Linked DNA regions of Gossypium raimondii: region 2 is linked to region 1. Evidence: chromatin contacts called from public Hi-C data. All regions are on one chromosome and are shown on one strand. The core of a region is the stretch at or near the end of the contact, and the rest is flanking DNA. Distances in the headings are between cores, read along the strand shown.

Evidence for each region. A called contact is a pair of places that touch in the nucleus more often than the background predicts.
Region 2: a Hi-C map of leaf shows a contact between it and region 1, with 1.8 times the contacts expected there. The contact joins the enhancer-like site here to the promoter of LOC105804013 in region 1. A contact is called at or near these places in 2 of 2 Hi-C or Micro-C datasets (both in leaf).

What each region holds. Positions count from the first base shown.
Region 1 is chr11:37,429,674-37,436,697 of ASM2569854v1, forward strand. LOC105804013 reads right to left here and starts at 1,333. Exons shown (of 7, transcript XM_012636488.2): 1 at 967-1,333; 2 at 49-286. The coding sequence starts at 1,185.
Region 2 is chr11:37,582,352-37,588,988 of ASM2569854v1, forward strand. No RefSeq gene overlaps it. Among protein-coding and RNA genes, the nearest start is that of LOC105804011, 13 kb to the right of the region's middle. Within about 2 kb of position 3,505, the one cell type or tissue checked has open chromatin away from gene starts, as enhancers often do. A contact at or near this core is called in leaf, where this site is marked.

The sequences.
Region 1 (7,024 bases), core at 83-2,582:
GAAGCATTTTGACAGCTTATAACTAGTGGGAATTAATGGAAATTGCACCCGGTATATGAGGAGAGTAGGCATAGATTCCTTCAAAATACCAAATAGCTTTTGTTGCACATGGAAAATGGTCCGTCAAAAACCCTCCTCCATTTTCTCTGTCAAAAGTTGCTGTATAACCCCATTCATCACCCGGTAAAGGACCCAGGTTACATATTTCCACTGCAAGAAGATCACCTGGCATGGCAGGTGTCTCCTTCTTGTCTACAACTCTTATAGGCCCACTCAGATAATGAACCTGTATCATTTGCATAATATTTTTTTTTATCATAACCAGTAAGTTCAATTCAAAGATTATTATCTGACATAAGATGTTATATTTAGCTTATTTCTTTTTTCCCTGACTCAGATAATGGAGTTTGTTTACTTACAGTGGAGATGTCTATAAATTTTACATCAGCTGCAGAATCATCATCTTTTATGACACTTCCAGTCCAGTCAACCATTTCTACTCTAAAGACCTCACTGACCTTAACATGGGCAACCGGAGGGATTTCAGGGTGCCAACGATTGTGAAGAGGTAGAGCTTGTTCCCATGGCTTCTTCTTCAAATCTACTGACACCACTAGTCTTGGAGTTGGAGGAGCCATGGATTAAGCTTTGGGAAAAACAGGGAGATTGTTGAGATATTTGTTTCAGTCTTGCCAAATGTCACCCATTGAAGCAAGTATTGACTCTTGAGTCTTGACCAATACTCTACTTGCTGACAAATGGGTTCGACCATTTTTCCAATGGTCCCATTTTGGTTTTACTAGACTGAAATACCAAGGTTCACTAACTAGACAACAGGGTTTGATTAAAATTGCCAATAAGAAACACTGGAAGTTATTGTTTACTTGAAAAATGATTAAGAAAAATTATAGGAACAGCTTTAGGTTGCAGTAGAAGTTGAAAGAAAGGAAAGTGTTAGAAACTCACAATAGATTGATCAGCATGCTTGACATCTTCGGCAGAGTAGTCACTTGTTATTCCACCTCCACTGAAATCCACCATTTCAACTCTGAAAACCTCTCCATCTTTAACCTCTGCAACAACTGGTATGTCGGGGTGCCACCGGTTGTGGAGGGGATGTTTTTGTTCCCATGGCTTTTTCTTCAGGTCTATAGGCACCACTACCTTTGCACCATAGTGAGCCATGGCTCATGTCTTGAATTACAAACAATAGGTCCCGAAACCCTTCATTTTGGATAGCTATGGGTTGAGAGTTGGGATATTTTTGCTTTGATGGATGGACCACTTGGAACTGACTTCACAACTTACCTTGGATTTTCTTCTAGGACAAAGTAACAGTTATTAGATGGCTATTTGGTGGAATCACGGAAGTGAATGCAAGTGGTATCTGACTCAGGTTTGCTTCAATACATGGTATATTTGACAGAACCATCCAATCCTTTACCAAAAACATGATGGTTGATTATATTTCTTAAATGAACCAACCCAACGCTTGGATTGGGTTTTTACCTTTTATTCTTTTAAGTTAAAATTGTTCAAAATAAAAAAAAATAACAACCCCACTTTGACTCTCATGCTCTCAATTCTTTTACTTAATAGAAAAAATATTCTCAAACTAAAAATATAATTTATCTGCACAAAACCAGAATGTAAAATAATTTATAAGAATCCACTCAAATTAAGTTTGTATAGATTATGTAAAAATTTGTATTAATACGATAACTCCTTCAAATTTTAACCTTAAAATCCTAAAATCTTATTTGTGAAACTTTATACACAATTTGAAACTCAAGTCCCAATTCTAGATGAAATTTCCTAAATCCTAAACTTAAAAACACTAAAAATCTTTCAAGTCTTTATTTCAAAATCAAAGTAAAAGCTCTACATAGCCAAGAATAGAGTCATAAAATGGAGCTGAAATTGGGGCAATAGTTGTGCTTTTAAGTGCTCAGCAATGAATATGGAAGATTTGAGGCGATGAAGACATCAGTTTAAAAGAATGGGCTGCTCTCTAGATTCCGAACAAGGACCGGTTTGAAATGGGCCTAGTACGAGGCTCCCTTACCCTTTTTGACTTTCGTAGATGGGTTTTCCATGGAAGACGAGCCATTTTTGAGTTATAAAGATGTTTGGTTATAGGAAACTACTTTGGTTTCTTTCGTCATTTTGGGTTTGATTGAAGGCATTTTTGAGTTATAAAAATGTTGAGTTATGAAAATTAAAGACGTAGCTAGGAAGTTAAAAAAGAAAAAGAAAAAAGAAAGACTTATCTTGAAAGAGAGAAGAAAAAGATAAAGATAGGATAGGGAGATAAAAAGGGGTGAATTACCTAAAAATACTGAATTTTAGAAATATGATTAGATTAGGCCGACTTTTTTGAAATTTATTGGATTAAGCCGATTCTGGAGAGAGAGAAGAAAAATGCGCCTAGCTGAACGCATTTTCAACGAATTTGACAGGAAAACGCCTCCAGCTAAATGCGCTTTTCTGCTCGGGCAGCAAAGCATATCCAGCTGGACGTGTTTCCTTTTTCTCTTCACGGTTCATTTAGGGTTTTTTTTAAGTTTTTTAGGGTTAAGGTTTAGGGATTTTTAAGGGTTTTTGTTTAAGGTTTGTAAGGATTTTTGGAGTTTAGAGTTTAGGTCCCAAAAATATTATTTTAGGGTTTTTTTTACTTTTTAACATTTTTATATATTCTTTAGAAATTTTTTATAATATTTATATTTAGTGGAAAATATAAATTTTAGAATTGTTATAAGCATTTGAGTTTTAAAAATAATATTATTTTGAATTTTTTGACATTATTTTGAGACTAATTTGGTAATTTTCAAAATTGACGAGTACCGAAAGGGTATTTATACTAATCTGTTATTCGGATTATTCAAATTGTAAAATTTAACTCGATTCGAAATCAAAACTCGAATTACTTGATTCGATTAACTCGAAGTTCGTATTTTTTTTTCAATTTTTCTCAATCGAATCAAATTTTGGTCATCCGAAATTTACGGTAGGTGGAGGTCTACTCGAAATGTTCACAAAATATTATCCCTGTAGTAGGCCCAAATTGGCTCAGGCCCGTGTGGAATAAATAATGGGACACAGCCCAATTTTTACAAAGCCCAAATTAAACCCTAGCCTTAACCCCTCAAAAAAGAGAACCATAGCAACATTTGCCAAGAGTCATGCATGACTCACCCTCTCCGCACAAATCGTGCCTCCACGATCGTCGTACTGCGAGAAAAGCGGATCCAAATCAAGTATTCATCGCAACAATAACAAGAAAATAAGGATTCTTTTGATTTTTTGATATTTTGATGTTTTATTTGGTTATATAAACCGATTGTAAAAAGGATAAAAGGGGGATTTTTGGAGTGTAAAAGACAGAGAAATAGACAAGAGAGAAATCAAGAGAAAAATAGAAAATACAAAGATTTTTTTCTTAAGGTGAATCGGGTTCTTGCAGTTTTATTTATTTATTTTTTTCTTTTCTTTTGCGTTTTTGTTTTTTTAAAGAAGTAACAAAGAAAAGAAAAAGGGAAGCTTACCTCTCTGGCCGGAAGCGTCGATCGGCGCCACCTCCATCGCGATCGGAGCTGTGGCGCATGGTGGAACGGCGGCGCGGCGGCTTGGGTATAAAACCCTAGTAGAGAACAAAAAGGGGGAAGGGGTGCAGCATTTTTTTGTTTTAAAATAAGTTATGAAATTTTTAAAAGGAAAAATTGGGTTTTATTGAAACCTCAAAACGGTGCCGTTTTATCCAAGTCTTGACCCGCGAGGTGACCCGACCCAAAGGGGAGGATCCGCGCGTTTGGCTTTAAAGGTTTAATTGCGCATTTAGGCCTTCCCTTTCGCAAATGCGTTCCAATTAAGTCCTTTCTACTTATTTTAAAATTGGGCCGCATATTTTATGCTTGTTTCAATTTAGTCCCCGTTGCGCAGCGCTTTGGAAGGAGAGGATAATTTCGCTTTTGGTCCTCCACTGTTACACGCGCGTTCAAGTCGATCTTTTTTTTAAATTTATTTTAAGTCAGCCCCCCATTTTTGTTTAAAATTCAATTCAGTCATTCTTCTCATTTTTTCTTTTTTTTTATATATCATTATCTTTTTTTTACTATTATTATGCCATTATTACTATTATTATGTTACATTACATCATTATTATTGCATTGTTTTCTATTATTATTACTATTGTATTTGCTATTCATATACACGCATATTTTTATATACAATATATGTGCATATTTTAATATATACTTTTAAGGGTTTTAAATTTGCATACATTTTACATATACATACTTCTTTTTTATTTTACTTTCCTTTTTATACTTTATATTATATATATACTTACACACTTTTTATTTTTGTAAATATATACATATACATTTTATTTTGTAAATATATATTGGTACATGCTTTTATATTTATTCTATTTTTATGATTTTCAAATACTTACATGCAATTTTATTAGATTTTGATTGACATATTCCATTTCGTCTTTTATATGTATCTTTGTATATGTGTGTTAAATATATGCGTACACATATTTACAAATTTACTTGTATATTGTACTTATATATATATTTGTAAATATTTATTCATATTGGTCTTAAATTAAAGTTTTGTTTCACACTATACATTAACTTTAACATACCTTTCGGGAAATATATTTTGGTTTTGTCAAAATCATCATATTTTATAAATTTTCAAAGTATTTGGCGTTCATGATTCTCGAGAAAGACCGTGTCCTAACTTACTGGATTGCGATTATTCTTCGATGCATTTAGAATGCTAAGTATTCATTTTGCATTAAATTGGCAAATTTTAAATAAAAGCTTATTCTTGGGAGTTCAAAAATGTTGGGTCCTAACTTACTGGTCCTGATATTTTGACTTCTCGAAATAAGAATTTTCAAAAGTAAAAGGCAATATTCGGGTATTTTGAAGATTTAAAAATATTGTGCCCTAACTCACTGGGTGTGGTGTTTTATCTCTTTGAAATAAGAATGTCTTACTATTTTGATTCATTCATGAAATAAAAAGTTTTCTTTTAAAATCTTTTCAAATTTTCGACCCCAAGACATTAAATAATCAATTTGGTACCGATTTTGGGCGTTTCAAGGGTGCTAACCCTTCCTCGTGCGTAACTGACTCCTGAACTTGTTTTCTCAAATTTCGCAGACCAAAATTATTTTTAAGGTGAGCCGATCACACCCCAATCAAGGATCGGTGGCGACTCCAATTTTTATTTTTAAAAGTCGACAACCAAAATTTTTGTTTTCAAAAAAGCGGTTTCGATAGCTTGGCGACTCCGCTGGGGACTTTGAGAGTCGAGCCATGAATTGATTATGCTTTGTCTTTTTGTCGAAAGTCAAAAGTTTTTAAAAAAAATCATGAGTTCCCTTCGCACTCATTGACTTTTCATCATGGTATGTTGGTAACTTTGCATTTGCATTTTACCCTTAAGTGGGAGCGAGAAACTAGTCCTTCGTGAGGTTTTCACCTCCGTGCAGGGTAGTGGACCGCTTCCGGGATACATCCGTACCTATGTCTTCGTGAGATTTTCATCTCCATGCGGCCATAGGGAAATGTGTCCCCCTGAACTGAACTCGATCCATATGAGCCTATAATGGGTAAGGATCGAGGAATCTGCTGGTTCGGGTACCCTTACTCTAGAAACTAAACCTCATATAGTGAGCTTTAGGAACTTGCCCTAGGTAGAACTATACCGAACCTTAGTAGCTTCTTGAATAAGTGTTCCTGTTATTTTATATTGGATTATATCTTTATATGTGATACTGACTTGGGTTTATTTTGTTTTGATTACATTGCATTTGCATCTTAGAAAATAGATGTTGATTTGAGTTCGATTACTAAATTAGAAAGCTTGTTATGGAATACGGGTTTCTTGATAAGGTGGAAGATAATAAGGTGGTCCGAAAAAACATGGCACGAAAAGCCTAACAAGAGGAGTATACGACTTTGCTGCATGACCTGGGGATCCAAATTGTCAAAGTTTATTCAAAAGTCATCAAAGGTCCCAATCTCATAAAGAAGCTAATGAACGTGAATGAGCAAGGATTTACGACCTAGATCAAACAAAACGGAGATCAAATTCGTCAGATGTATCTTAATATCTGAAGGGCCGATGTCTTCACTTGGAGTATGAGGGTAAAGCCGTATATATATATCCGCTTTATGTAAAGAAATTTGTTTTCTAGTAAAGTTTTCTAGTAAAAAATTGAACATGAATCAACGTCTCTTTTCGCATTCATTTCATGCATTTGCATTACATTACATCATATGCATCAAAGATTATTAAAAGATCGTAATTAACTAAAATCATTGCTCAGTTAACCTGGAAACTAACCAACCAACCAAACACCGTTACGGTACTTGAGCAAAGATTAAGGACATGGATCAGAGATTGTAAAAACTCGAACAGTGTCAAAAGGAGATGCAAGACCGACTTCAGCTACAGGTGCAGGAGCGGTTAGACAAGATGAAACAAGAGATGTCTGAAAAGATGCGAGAATCCCAAGAAGGTATAGTGGCAAAGCTAACCCAACTGATAACTAAGGGAAGTGATAAAGGAAAAGGCCCCATGGCAAATGTCGATGAGGGAAATGATGATGAACCTCTCTATCCTCCAGGTTTCACCCCTCCACATATGCGAGCTCAAGCTGAATACCCGTGCAAATCTACTGTCACTATCATGCCTCAGCAGTTTCGGGCTGGTATTTTGAACTTCCAAGCGGGCCGCGTTCTAATCCTGAAAATAATCCTGTTAACTCTGCCATTCCTGACTTTGATGAAGTGGTTGAGAAGGAAAGAATGAATGAGAAGTTACCGAAACAGTTAGAGGAAAGGTGTAGGTGGCTCGAGGAGAAGTTCAAGGCGATGGAGGTCACTGAGAGTTATTGAGGCATTGACGCAACAGAGCTGAGTTTAGTGCCAGATTTAGTACTCCCTCATAAGTTTAAGATGCCTGAATTTGAAAAGTACAATGGGACAAGCTGCCCAGAAGC
Region 2 (6,637 bases), core at 2,255-4,754, 150 kb after region 1:
ACAATCAGATCTTGCACTGCCATTTCCTTTCTCTCATGCTTAAGATAGTTCTTAAAGTCATTCCAAGTAAGGGGAAGTTTTTCAATAACGGCTGCCACCTAAAAGGATTCACTTATAACCATCCATTCTACAAGAATACCATAAATGATTAGTTGGAATCCCTGCACTTGATTTACAATAGCTTTAGAATCAACCATTACAAAGTTTAAGAACTTGGAAACTAAGAATTTCTTAGCACTGGCATCTTCAATTTTGTATTTATGGTCCAGCGATTCCTATAATTCCTTAGTTGTTTTCTTGATATTGTATACTTCATAAAGTTCATCAAATAAACTGTTCAAAATGTAGTTACGGCATAGGAAATTAGAGTTGTTCCATGCTTCGGTAATGTTGAAGGCAATAATAGCATCTTCCTCATCCTCTTTAAAAATAGGAGGGTCATCTTTCAGAAAATTTTCCATATTCAACATGGTCAAATAGAACAACATTTTTTGTTGCCATGTTTTAAAATTCTCTCCAGTGAATTTTGCAGGATTTTCATAGTGACTTATAGTCGCAGGAAACATTTGGCTTGCAGCTTGAGCATAAGCAGCAACAATCGTCTCAACCTTTGAATTAGATGAGTTGTTTGACGTATGAGACATTTTCTGTATTCAGAATGAAGAACCAGAATCCATAAATAAATTAAAATCCAAAACCAAAGTATAAACCAACCTAAATAAGTTACGATGGTATTCTGTGCGCCTTAGATTAAAACTACAACAAATCATCTATCTTAAGATTATAAGAAAATATAATATCGTATGTAGTATTAATATGTCAGTAGCAATAATAATGCAATACAATGCAGTAGTAGTAACACAACACAATACCTAAAATCAGATAGAGTTGAAAATTAGACGAAGAATTTTGTTGAGGCATGTATGAACAGTTTCCTTAAGATAGATTCGATCTCTCCTCGGTGCTTTGAGTAACGTTGGACGTCTGTCTCCAAAGATACAACAACAAATGATCACAGTAGTAGCACAACAACAGTGATCAATTGAACACAATCTTGCATTTCTCTATCACCAGGAAGAATGAATTTAGAAGGAATTTTTTATGTTGATGGTTTTTGATAATGTGTTTTGGAAGTCTCCTAACTTGGCTTTATATAAAGGAGGGGAAATGAATGAAGAGATTTAGACCGATTCATGAAGAATTTTGTTGAAAAGTTAATAGATATGAGTAAACAGACACAATGAATGAAAAAATACAATATTAAACCAAAAGCAATAAATCTGTTCACCAAGAGATACAATTGTTCAAAAGATACAAATGTTCATCAAGAGACGAACTATTGTTTAATTTGAGCATCAATTTATCATTCATCACTTAACAATTTTAAGCATATTATATAGAATATAAGTTCATAATTTATTATTCAAATCTTTAATTTTATCAATAAAATAATATACCTCAAAGTTCCAAAATATCCATTATTTTCCAACAATGCCTAATTTGTTCCTTGATAAACTAAAAATCTACGGTACCATCCATAAATAAGAATTATACAACAACCTTCTCATCCATTTTTTGCCCACAAAAAATGATGTTATAAGAAAACATGCTGCAATGAGTAAATCTTGGGATGAAATGGGCTCCAAAACACACACAACAACACTCAACATAAAGGTGAATGTCTCTAAAATATTTTTATGTTTCCTATTAGCTGTTAAGACAAATATATCTTCAGCTAATAACATGCTATTAGTAAGTCAAATTTTGAGTATTTTGCTTGACTGCATCTAACTGCAATGAGCTGAGGGACCTTTGGTTGAGTCACTAATAATCAAGTTTTTTTTTTAAATAATAAAATGAACTATGGATCTTATAGGATGATATTTAACAAAGAAAAAGAAGTATAACTAAAACAAAATCAACTAATCGTATATCAAGGTAAACCCAGAAACCTAAGCATAAGAATGTAATAATATTTCAGCAAAGGAACAGCTGAAAGAAACAACTTTTTCATCAACAGGATACTTTATTCAAAGAAAGCTCATATCAATCCAGTTTCATATACTTGTATGAAATAATTCTTGAAAAGCAGCAGGATACAATATCACAAAATTCATCAACAGATAAACATGGATGCCAAATATTGCAATTTTTATATACCAAATCCGTTATTGATCATGCAACACGCCTTAGAACTAGTGAAACAAACTAAAATTTCAAGTTAACTAGCAATACATAAACCTTCTGAATTTCCAAAATGACTAACAATTTTAAATTTATCCAAAACAAAAATAAAACAAATTTGCCATATATTCAAACTCTGAATTAAATAGCATAAAAAGAAACAACTTATTTAGATCAAACGCAGAGATAAAAATCAATATGTTTATGTAATTTGGAAAAATGGGGGTGGCTACTTAGAAAAGGACTGCTCTTGGCGGTGCATGTCTTTTCTACCGATGCCACTTGCTTCCTCTCAATATCCATTGTCGCCATTGAGTACTACTGCTTCTCAACTATTACTTTTGAACCCGAGCTGGAAGACCCAAAGAGTTTTCTAATATTGGAGAAAATGATGACAAGAATTTCAGCATTACAGAGAACGGTGAACTCTTTTGGCGAGTTTGATCCATGCTCACCGCACCATTATTGATATAAGGTATCAACAGTCGTAAAAGAGGGGAAGAGTGTTCTGGGCAAGGAGCTAAGAGGAAGAAGATAATAAAAATGGATGTTTATAGTACTATCCCCCTTAAAAGAGGGTTTTTAGAATTTTATTATATAGAGGATTAATCGGGTTGGACGTTGGGTCGGGTTATTTTTACTATAATTATATAATAGTTGTCAAGTTTAGGAATCATTTATTATATTAAGTCATTCTATTTTAACTCTTATCAAATGTGAGTCTTATTCAAATATATTTCAATTATTAATTTATTTATATATAATTTAATTTTTATTTTAGTTATATGAATGTATCAGTTGTAATTATAATTTTATTTATTTATTACATTGATTAATACTAATTATATTTATATAGATGTATTGTTTATGATTAGGAATTATAACCATTTCTTCAAATAAAATTAGTGGATAAATATTAAAATCATACAAAATTTGATTTAATATGTAATTTGATATATAATTTTTGATTATGCACAATTATATCCATTAAAATTTAACTTTAATTTAAATACATATAAAAAATTTAATTTTGATTCAATCGTATGTATTTAAAACTAAATACATCAATTTATAATTATTTATGTAATATGTATAGTAAAATAATATTATATCAACAATAATATTATTTGTTTCTGAAAAATAATTTAAATTAAATTTATATATAAAATATTATAAAATTTTTATTATTTACCAAAATAATACAAAAAAAAACAGAACAGTGGAAAATCGGATGCCACAGGCGCACCAAAGGTTCCTGTGGCAGAGGCGGCACCAAAGGTGCCTTTGCCAGAGGCGGCACAGGACTAAAATGTAATGATCTAAAGTTTCAAGGACCTGATATGTAAATTTACCATTTTAAATTTTGAAAGTGAATTGGTGCCGCTTATGGGTGTGGCGGCACTAAAGTTGAAATGTGGCTAATTACCTTCTAAGCCCTCCTTATTTATTCTTTTCTTTTTATTCCCCTTCAACTCACTTTTTTATTTAATAAACAAGCCCTCAACCTATTTTTGTAGTTAAATAAGCTCTTAATCTATGATTTTTACTCATAAAAGCCCTTTATTTTATTATTAAAGTAAATATATTTTACCTAAAGTAAAGCTATTTAAAAAAGTATAAACTAATTCGCATTTTATGTTTACGTGAATTTGATGAGAATAGTTTATTAAATAAAAAATTTATGTTTATCAAAGGCTTATAGCTATAATAGTCCCTTAAGAAAAACCAAAAAAGTAACTAAACCCTTGACTTAATTTGAACCCAGTTGAGCCCTTATCATTAACTTGAAAAATTAATTAAGCTCTTAGACATTAATAATTTTAACATTTCATTACATTAACCATTAAAATCAATTAATGACCAATTAGATGAAGAAATATGACAAAGTTGTGATTTAATCTTTCATATCTCCGATAAAAATCATAAAATATCTATCTATAATATAGATAAAAGCACGAGTCTTGAAAAACTTTTGAACCGACAAAAATATCATTTATTGTTAATTATATTACTAAACTACATTAGAATAATAATTTATTAATATTATTATATAATAATAAAAAGTAAGATTAATTAAAATAACAATATATTAATGTGAAATTAATTAATTTGGTCATATATTATAAAGGCTCTACTTAAAAAAACATAATATATTATTAATTAATAAAACTATAAATCTATAAAATCATTGAATATAATAGGATGAATTTAAAATAATAAGAATTCAAGTTTTTAATTAAATAAAATATTATATATATATAAATACTCTTTATAAATTTAAAATAATTATAATTTAATAGACGTTGTGAGAATTATATATTTCAAAATAATTATAATTTAAACTGCAATTATTATTAAAAATATTGTGCTAATTTTAAAATAGAATTGTTATTTAAATAGAACTCTAAGCATAAAATATAGGAAAAAGACAAAAAAATTGTGATAATTATAATTATAATTTATTGTTATTAGTTAAAATTTTGACGATGCTACTTTTATTAAAATAAAGTAGAGTTATTACTTAATTAGAATTCTAAGTATCTTAATTACTACTTAACTAATATTAGATTTAATTAAAAAATTAATAGAAATACCGGGCATGCTTTATTGAAAACCAAAAGTAAAAATAAAACTGATCACCCATAAATGTAACCCAAATAGAAAAATAAATTATAATTATAAACTATTCTCATCAAATTTAGTAAATTTTTTATTTAATAAATTATTCTCATAAAATTCACATAAACATAAAATGCAAATTAGTTTATACTTTTTAAATAGCTTTACTTTAGGTAAAATATATTTACTTTAATAATAAAATAAATGGCTTTTATGAGTAAAAATCATAGATTAAGAGCTTATTTAACTATAAAAATAGGTTGAGGGTTTGTTTATTAAATAAAAAAGTAAATTGAAGGGGAATAAAAAGAAAATAATAAATAAGGAGGGCTTAGAAGATAATTAGCTACGTTTCAACTTTAGTGCCGCCACACCCACAGGCGGCACCAATTCACTTTCAAAATTCAAAATAATAAATTTGCATATCAGGTCCTTGAAACTTTAGATCATTACATTTTAGTCTTGTGCCGCCTCTGCCACAGACACCTTTGGTGCCGTCTGTGGCATCCGATTTTCCACTGTTCTGTGTTTTGTTTTTTGTATTATTTTAGTAAATAATAAAAAGTTTATAATATTTTGATATTTTTATTTTTTATAATATTTTAGTAAAAATCCCTTGGGCAATTTACCAATAAAAGTATTTTTTTTCAAAAATTACCGAAATGGGCCCATTTTTTAATTATTTACCGGAATAGTCCTTTTTTCTGGGAAATCGCGTCCCACGTCGTAGCGATGTCGAGTGCACGCGTCAAGAAACGCGTCCACGTCGGTAGCGAGATCTTGATGTGGAAGGAAATCGCGCTCGAAGGACGCGATTTCCTTCCACGTCAACATCCCGCTAACGACGTGGACGTGATTTCGCCCCAGCGTGAAAAGACTCCAACGGTCAAAAAAATAAAATACCAGGCCCATTTCGATAAATTTTAAAAATATAGGGTTTTTGGTATTTTGAAAAATAAATTTTGAATCTTTTGTACTTGTATTTATTTTTTAATCAATTAACTCTTCAATATTACATCAATAGCAACAAGTACAAAAAAGATTCAAAATTGTCACCAACAAGATTTGAACCAAGATACTAAGGGAAAAGAGCAAGCATCTTAACCAACTAAGCTAAACTAATTAATTGCCATATTCCTTACTGTTATTATCTTAATTATATTACTTACGTTCTAATAATTTATCGGACCTATTCCATACACGTGTCAAATCGAAAAAATAATACAACAATTACAGTAAAAAAATTCGTGTTTACTTCAAATAAATAAGGAAAATAATGATTTGAATGTTTCAAAATTCAATTTTAAACCGAAAAATCAAAATTTAGGGAAAAATGATCTTTTTGATTTAAAATGCTGTAAACCGCCTTGCTATTTGTCGTAGCGTAGATCTCAAAAAGTTATTCAAATAAAAAAAATCATCTCAATCGGACAACCGAGCCAAAAGTTATGGCCTTTCAAAGTTTTCCAAGCTAAAAAACATAAATTGTTCATCCACGTCAGCAAATCGCGTCCTCGTAGGCACGATTTGTGTCCACGTAAGCAAAGCGCGCTGACGTGGACGCGATGTTCTAACACGTCCCCTAACAGCGCGCTGACGTGGACGTGATTTTGGGGAAAATGACCTATTCTAATAAATAATAAAATATCGAGCCTATTTCGATAAATTTTAAAAAAAATAGAGGTTTTTTTGATAATTTGCCCAAATCCCTTAACATGTTCACAATTGATAGAAAGAAAAGAAGCAAGTTGGGGAAGGGGAGTAATAGGGATAAGGACGCCACGTCCGGATACACCATGGCATGACGTGTTTCATTTGCTCACAAAAGTTCACT